Linked DNA regions of Bicyclus anynana: region 2 is linked to region 1. A link is a contact called in public Hi-C data. All regions are on one chromosome and are shown on one strand. Each heading gives the region's core, a stretch centred on a gene start, on an enhancer-like site or on the middle of the called end of the contact. The rest is flanking DNA. Distances are from core to core; before and after follow the strand shown. Region 1 has its middle 14 kb from the start of LOC112052569. Region 2 overlaps LOC112052560 (serine/threonine-protein kinase svkA).

Evidence for each region. A called contact is a pair of places that touch in the nucleus more often than the background predicts.
Region 2: a Hi-C map of whole body shows a contact between it and region 1, with 2.0 times the contacts expected there. The contact joins two enhancer-like sites. A contact is called at or near these places in 2 of 2 Hi-C or Micro-C datasets (whole body and whole larva).

What each region holds. Positions count from the first base shown.
Region 1 is chr3:14,708,037-14,712,161 of ilBicAnyn1.1, forward strand. No RefSeq gene overlaps it. Among protein-coding and RNA genes, the nearest start is that of LOC112052569, 14 kb to the left of the region's middle. Within about 2 kb of position 1,780, at least 6 of the 8 cell types and tissues checked have open chromatin away from gene starts, as enhancers often do.
Region 2 is chr3:14,818,256-14,822,380 of ilBicAnyn1.1, forward strand. LOC112052560 (serine/threonine-protein kinase svkA) reads left to right here. Exons shown (of 13, transcript XM_052891184.1): 4 at 2,686-2,978. Among protein-coding and RNA genes, the nearest start is that of LOC112052565, 84 kb to the right of the region's middle. Within about 2 kb of position 1,691, at least 2 of the 8 cell types and tissues checked have open chromatin away from gene starts, as enhancers often do.

The DNA.
Region 1 (4,125 bases), core at 530-3,029:
TTGTTTTCTGCCAAACGACAATACGATATGGAAGTCGGTTTTCTATTGTCTTGTAGTTTAAGCGTCCGCATAGCTTACGCCTGGGCCACGAAACTATCCTCCCTTTCGAGTCCACTATTCGCTATTCGGCCACGAAGTTCATGAGTTCGCTTGCGGCGTTTATGAGCATCAAAAACAAAGCCACGATGTTCACCTTGCAATAAAATTTAGCGTCAAACTATTTTACAAGTGTTATATAGCGTTTAATATTAGCGTCAAAAAAAACTACGAAGTCCATGAGTTCGAGTGCATCTATACTTTATTTTTCTATATATTCTTTACAAGTTAGCCCTTGACTGCAATCTCACCTGATGCAATGATGCAGAGATGATGCAATCTAAGATGGAAGCGGGCTAACTAAAGGGGTAATCTCTAGATCAAACTAAACGATTTAAAAAAAAATTACCAATAAAATGCTATGTTATTTTCGATGTGTGATGGCTATGTTTTATCCCCATATTCCCACGAGAAAGGGAACTGCCACGGGCTATAAAATTCTCAATTTAGTTGCTGCTTCAACTGGAATCACTACAATTTGGAGCTATATTTCGAGAGATTGCCGGTTGAATACAATACGTTTTTGACGCTTGACGCAGATTCTGTCGCCTTTATAGCAGATAGTATTTGCTTACAGCTTTCCGGATCGTGGCCCACAGTTTATGCAATATAAAGCCGTCGTCTGAACCGGCATCTTGGATAATTTCCAAAGCGACGTTAGTAGTTTGGTAACATTGTAATGTTTGTCGTACAATGTAAACACCTGCCGAGCCAGACATAGTTGGTTTTGTTTGACTTTTCTGAATTTCGAAATACCGTGTCTCTTTGATAGAGGCAGGCACCTTGCGACTGCGTTGTTCACTGTTATAACGTTAAGTGTGTAGACACTTGGGCCCCATGTTCAAAGCGAATATTTTTTTTTACTGAGAAGTCTCTGATATGTAAGTATATGTAGTATTCTTTTATTGTGACGTTGATAACCCATTGTGAGAATTTCTAAATGTACTAAGTGTAACTTGGTTTCAGTAGCATTTAGATACTAATTTCGTCTTTCGGTCTAGCGCTTTACCGTCTTCATGTTGTTACTGATGCTAGAAAACTCACGTGCAAGGGTGAGTTGTCGGTTACAAATACCCTCGTAGATAGGCTTTTCAAAATGGTAGATTAATGGTAGGCGTCCACAGATCGGCGTCGTACGCATCGCATTTTAGTATTCTTTGTTTATAGTGAGTCATACTAGTGCGTCCATTGATTCGCATTGAACGGATCACATCGAACGGATTTTATGTACCGTGTAATTAAAAATCCGTTAGATGCGATCAGTCCGATATGTATAAGTGGATCATCGTATACCTACTTAACAAAAATCGCGCTGAGACCTAATAAAAAATTAATTTCGTTTCAATCTGTATGAATTTATTGAAATTGATATCTATTTGAAAGTGACGTATCACTTTACGGATTTCTTTAAAGTTGAAGTAACATGCGCATACTTACTCAAAATAATTTAATAATTAATATGTATCGCCTTTCAAGTGACATTTTAAACTACACTCCAAATATTGATTCATCAGCCAGCTTGAATTGTATTGCTTTGGATCTTGTAGGCTCTATTTATGGCAGAGTATATTAAAATCGACCTTTGACCTCTCCGCTTCGTGATTCACGTGAACTATTGGGTCCGTGGGTGAAAGGTGGGGTTTCTTGGTGGGGGTATGGTACTGTACTGCTTTGTGTTTGTAACGAGCCGACACGACATCACGTTTAATTTGTACTATAACTTTGATTGCGTATGACCTATAGAGTAAAAGGTTTTTATACACACAGTTCGGTGCGATCGATCTGTTGAAACAGTCACCGTAGGCTGCGTAAATAAAACTTTATGTAACCGAGTCAATGTTTACATCAATTATGTATAATATATGTAATTATGAAACGTTTGCCTCAAGGAGTAAATTGGGACGGGAGTTTCACGTACGACCCTTAACAAGCGGAAGTGTGTTATGCGATAAGGAATAAGTAATAAGTTTATTTTGTAATTTAATTAATTCCGACAATTTACAATTGGTATATTTGTTAATTTAATCAATAAGTTAGGTACAGGAAATATTACATCATTACATTAGAGTTCCTCGAATAACCGTTCGTTCTATTCAATTATAATAGTTATTTACATGTATTGAACAGAGATGAAATGAAGAATGCATTGAAAGAAATATCTACCTTTTGCATAATATTATAATTAAATAGACTAAGCTAATCAGTATTAAACTAAATATGCTCAATACGTAACCTTTTGTTTATCAAAATTTTTGTTTCCATATCATGCACTGATTTGGAAATATATTAGGTTTTTACCTATGAAATTGCCGCATTTTTTTGTATTAAATGAAGTAATGCAATCGATGCATCTTTGCCAACATTGCATTTTATTTTTACATGGCATTTTATTGATGCCCTTCTTAAAGAAATCAGCTGGACAGGAGACAACAAAATCTTTAAACCATATTGATTTTCACCAATAGATAGAATGATTTATGAGAAGTTTAGGTAATTTGTAAAGGTTTTGTGTAAATCAGCTGAAATAACGATAATTGTTTGCTTGAAATTTTGAAGGGTCAGAGGTTGGGTGAAGTAAGGAAAACTGCTAGTAATAAAGAAATGAAAATTAAATAAAAAATAAAAGATGTTAAAGGCGAGGTGTTGCATAATATCGTCTATTACCCCAACGTTCCCACCGGTTGCCCTACTTACCGATCGTTTAACTAGTCGCCACTTTATTATGAAGCATTGCAGCCATAAGCAGGATAAAAATAATAAATTGCGGCATTGTGGGGGACTGTTACGGCGTAGACGTAGAGGGTCCGGTGATTGCCAGCAATTCTGTGCACGACTATCGTACTACGTCTCTACAAACACACCATCACTATGATAAAGGTAGAAAAGATACCGACCATTTCGACCCAGCACATTACAGAAAATAACATGATTAAAAATCAAAATGATTATAAATCAAAATCATCAAAAATACTCAATCAGAATTTACAGTTGTTAGGTATATATAAAATATAATTTTTGATATGTGTTTTTTGTTGAAATGGTGCATTTTATTATACTATACTGGCCCATATCTTGATAATGCAATTTTCAATTCAACCCAAATTAAACTAGTCTAAAACTGATATTATTATTTACTAAATTACACTGATTTTGTTAATTACTTAATTGATCAAATTGGATAAGTAATTATAAATCAAAATCATCAAAAATACTCAATTAGAAATTACAGTTGTTAGGTATATATAAAAAATAATTTTTGATATGTGTTTTTTGTTGAAATGGTGCATTTTATTATACTATACTGGCCATATCTTGATAATGCAACTTTCAATTCAACCCAAATTAAACCAGTCTAAAAGTGATATTATTATTTACTAAATTACACTGATTTTGTAATTTACTTAATTGATCAAATTGGATAAGTAATAGGTTCATTAATCAAAATTTGTGCCCAGCAATGTATGAAAAGTGGCCAATTTTCTTGAATACCTTATATTGCAAACAAACGTTTAGCGGAGATGAAAAATTAATTATCGCAATAACCTTGACTTGACGCAAAACAATATAGAAATTGGTGCCGACCGCTCATGATGTAAACTGTTAAGCAAGAGACAACGCCGACACCGCAATACCAACTGATAGTTGTTGTTTAGTTGAAAGTTTCAATGGTACGAAACTCAATAATACCGTTGCATTAACCGCAGTAATAAAAGAATAATTGGTTTAATTTAATGTGGCTTTTTTATTTTATTATTATTATTTTGACGGCCTCTGTGGCGCAGTGGTATTCGCGGTGGATTTACAAAACGGAGGTCCTGGGTTCGATCCCCGGCTGGGCGGATTGAGATTTTCTTAATTTGTCCAGGTCTGGCTGGTGGGAGGCTTCGGCCGTGGCTAGTTACCACCCTACCGGCAAAGACGTACCGCCAAGCGATTTAGCGTTCCGGTACGATGCCGTGTAGAATCCGAAAGGGGTGTGGATTTTCATCCTCCTCCTATCAAGTTAGTCCGCTTCCACCTTAGACTGCA
Region 2 (4,125 bases), core at 441-2,940, 110 kb after region 1:
TTCGTACAAAGTAGTTTTAAGGCTATGTGAGATGAGTGACGTTACATACCTACAGCTTATAAATATATATGAAACGTTACGCCATAGCCCATAGCGAAGATCGGCGTTAAAACAATATTACAAAGTGTTTTTTTACAGTAGGAAGTGACATCGTGTTTGTGTCGATGTTGTTTTAACAATCTGTGTTAATTTATCTTCATTACGATAAGCATACGGATTATAATCTATCTACAGTCATAATGGATTCTTTGTTTATATCTGTCTGTACTTAATAAATCTAGGTATAACCCATTTTGTGTTTTTGTTTTCAAACCTTTTTGTGGTATTTTAAGTAGATGACCTTTGAGTATTGTTGAACTTGCGATTTGATCAGTCGAGTAACTTCAGAAGATACTCCCAGGAAAATAATTGCTGACTATTCTTCGGATATGTGAAATAGAGAATACCAGAAACCATTCATATATTCTAGTAGATTTGTAATTCTAACTTATTATACGCGCTTACACTCGCTCTTTGGAGAGTGCAAACCAAACTCTGAAATTTTGAGAGTGTGGAGTCTACGTTGCGTTCGTGCCGCGAATGTGGAACACGCTTTATAATAACCACCTAAAGGATTGCTGGTTAGTACTCGTATAGGAAACAATATTATTAGAGACTAGCGGGCGTTCGCGACTTTGTCCGCCCTTAGACCTCTTTAATCCAGCCTTTACAGTAGTATCGCTGTAAAATTGGAGTAACATCTTACTTTTTCCCAACATTTCCCTTCACTGTTCTGCTCCTATTGACCGTAGCGTGATGAAAAGTATACTATAACCTGCCCAGGAGTATGAAGAATAATTGTACCAACCAAGTTTCGTTAAAATCCTTCGAGTAGTTTTTGTTTCTATAACAAACATACAGACAAAAATTTTATTGATTGCATTTTTGGCATCAGTATCGATCACTAATCACCGCCTTATTACCCCATTATTTTTGAAATATATTTCATGTACAGGATTGACCTCTCTACAGATTTATTATATTATTAGAGATTATTAGAGATGTGCCGAATATGACTTTGGTCGACTAGTCGACTATGAAGACTAATTGGTCGGACTAGTCGGCTAAGACGATCACGATTTGGGGGATTTTCGTAAAACTTAGTTTTGGTAGGTACAGCTGATATAAGTGCTAATCGCCAGCGAGTATGTCGATGTGTTTAGTTTACTTGGTATTGTTTTCTTAGTTTTAAATTCATTCTCATAATCAGTCATTGTGTTATTTATTATCACATTTAGATAAAAAATTAAGCTTTTAATAAATTAATTCTATTAACCTCATTATGTTATGTCATGATTATAATCGCATAATATAAATGCAATCCTACTACCTACAATCTACTGTAGGTAACGTCCGTTCATATTCGTATAACTCTAATAATGTAAAGAGGTAACATTGGTGAGGTTGTAGGGGGTAATCTATGAATGTACTGAACCGATTTTTTAATTTTTTTGCTAAAAGCCACGTCATTTGTGATTTTCACAGGCTATATTTTATCACTGCTTTCCCATCGGTACGCAGGTGAAACCGCGGGGCGTTTTCTAGTTTTATATAAACTCAATTGAATGCACTGTCTTATACGTTGGTATAGACGGTGCTCTAATTTACTCCTACGTCTCTGTAGAGGCTGGCTTAAAGCCAACAGTCAATATTTGAAACAGTTGCATATGCATGCTATGTGTGCCCGCGGAGTCAACACTAAATGCAGTCGAGCTTACTTACGATGCCGATGTAAAACTCCGCCTGTATATTTTCCACAAACTTATTTTATTACGTCGAGAGCGGGGGAGGGCTAGAGTCGACATCTAGAGTGGCGTCGGGTCTCTGAACAGACGAGAAGGACGAGTGCCAAAGTGTTCTTGTTCCTTTAAGAATATTTCAAACTGTAACTGCTATATCGTTTGTTATGGAAGAGGGGATTTTTTTTTGGTCCCGCCGTTTTGTTTGTTCGCCGTTTTGGAGTTTAGTCGTCCAAATAATAGAGCGGCGACTATTGTCTAAAATGGGAGAGCAATTTGCAAGTGTGCTTTTTTGGTTTTTTTTTTTTTGTAAATTCTATTTCGGTCCATCCGATTTTTTTTTAGCAGTTTCATGTTTTGGACGTGAAAATCAAAACATGAAAAAATCTTTAAAGTACGAGTACGAGGTACATATCAAATCAAAGTAATTATTTCATTCAGGTCCAGTAGTTTGCCTACGTAATTTCGGACTCGCAGCTTCTGGGTTCGAAGCTTGGCTCGTGATGTGAAATATTGAGCTTTTCGTTCTTCCAAAGATTTTTTTGTAAGAATTTTCTACCCCTACGAAAAGTTGGTGGTGTTGCACTTTCTTACTTTTGGTGTGAAACAATTATTAATATGAAATTTAATAACCCTTTTAGTTTCTATTATGTCAACCATTGACTATCAAGTAATCTCACAAGCCTGCAGCGCTAACGGCTTGACGTCCGATAAAACTGACCGTGTGTTGGTTGCGATCGGTATGATGTCATTCACATCGCGACCAACACGATCAGTTTTATCGGCTGTCAAGACGTTAGCGCTGCAGGCATGTGAGATTACTTGATCGTCAGTGGCTGACATTAAAGTGGTTTAGTTCAACATATTCAGATTCTAATCTAACAATATTTTATGTTGATATTTTCAGGTGTCGCGGGCCAATTAACAAACACAACTAGCAAAAGGAACACATTCGTCGGTACGCCGTTTTGGATGGCGCCCGAGGTCATAAAACAGTCGTGCTACGACAGCAAAGCGGACATCTGGTCACTGGGCATCACTGCCATAGAACTAGCGAAGGGAGAGCCCCCCAACTCAGAGCTGCACCCCATGAGAGTGCTGTTCCTCATACCCAAGAACAACCCCCCACAACTGACCGGCAGCTATTCGAAACCCTTCAAAGAGTTCGTCGAGGCGTGCTTGAATAAGGACCCCGAAAATGTAAGTGCTTGTTGTACCTTATCGAGCTGGCGATTGGAGATCCTCACTTCTGTGGGCTATTATTTTTATACAAACTTTATAAAAATAATAGCCCACTAGTTGCGAGGCTTTTTTTCCTAGTCGTCATAATTAAAAAATCCAATACACCGTGCGTTCGTCACCGCGGCACAGTCGCGACTGTCTTCACCCTACGATCACCCCACGTTCGAGGTGCGTAGGTATAGCTCGCGTTTCGACCTCTAGTATGAAGTCCAACTACTGGTTTTAATGTGGCCACACTTCTGGGAACTGCACCCCATGAGAGTGTTGTTCCTCATACCCAAGAACAATCCCCTATAACTGACCGGCAGATATTCGAAACCCTTTCAAAGAGTTCGGTCGAGGCGTGCTTGAATAAGGACCCCGAAAATGTAAGCGCTTGTTGTACCTTTTATTTTTTCGACGACGCAATTATTGGCACTTTTCCGTTTGAATTAAAATGGCGTGTATGAGGGAATTTTTTATACTTTCACAATATACACTTAAGTATACCTTAACAGGAGTGTTAAAAGGTCCGGTCCAATAAAGGTTTCCTTGGGACTAAAGAACATTTGAACTCGTTGTGTTTCAGAGCGAAACCTACTTTAAACGTTACTAACTACAATGCTCATGATTTAACAAGCTTCATATTTAAAATACTCACGCAGGGATGCATAATTTAAGATTAAAGATAATGGTTAAAAGTATACCTTTTGGTTTGGAACCCTCGTAACTTTAATTTTAAGTTTTCGACTTTACCTACTTACCAGTATAGTAACATAACTTGACGTTTCAAAAGTGTTAGTAAAATAGGCGTAATTGAAATAAATGAATTTTGTTTTCTTTGTTGATATACATTTAAAGGAATTTTGATTTGATAGTGAATCAGGCAAGATCAAATGAGAATCAAAGGGTGAGTTGTGAGTTTAAAAAATCAACATACCTACCTATAAAAATTTAAATTGTAAAACTCGATTATAACGAGTCCAAACACGCATTTAATCTATACTCTATACTAATATATAAAGCTGAAGAGTTTGTTTGTTTGTTTGATTGATTGAACACGCCAATCTCAGGAACTACAGGTCTGATTTGAAAAATTCTTTCAGTGTTAGATAGCTCATTTATC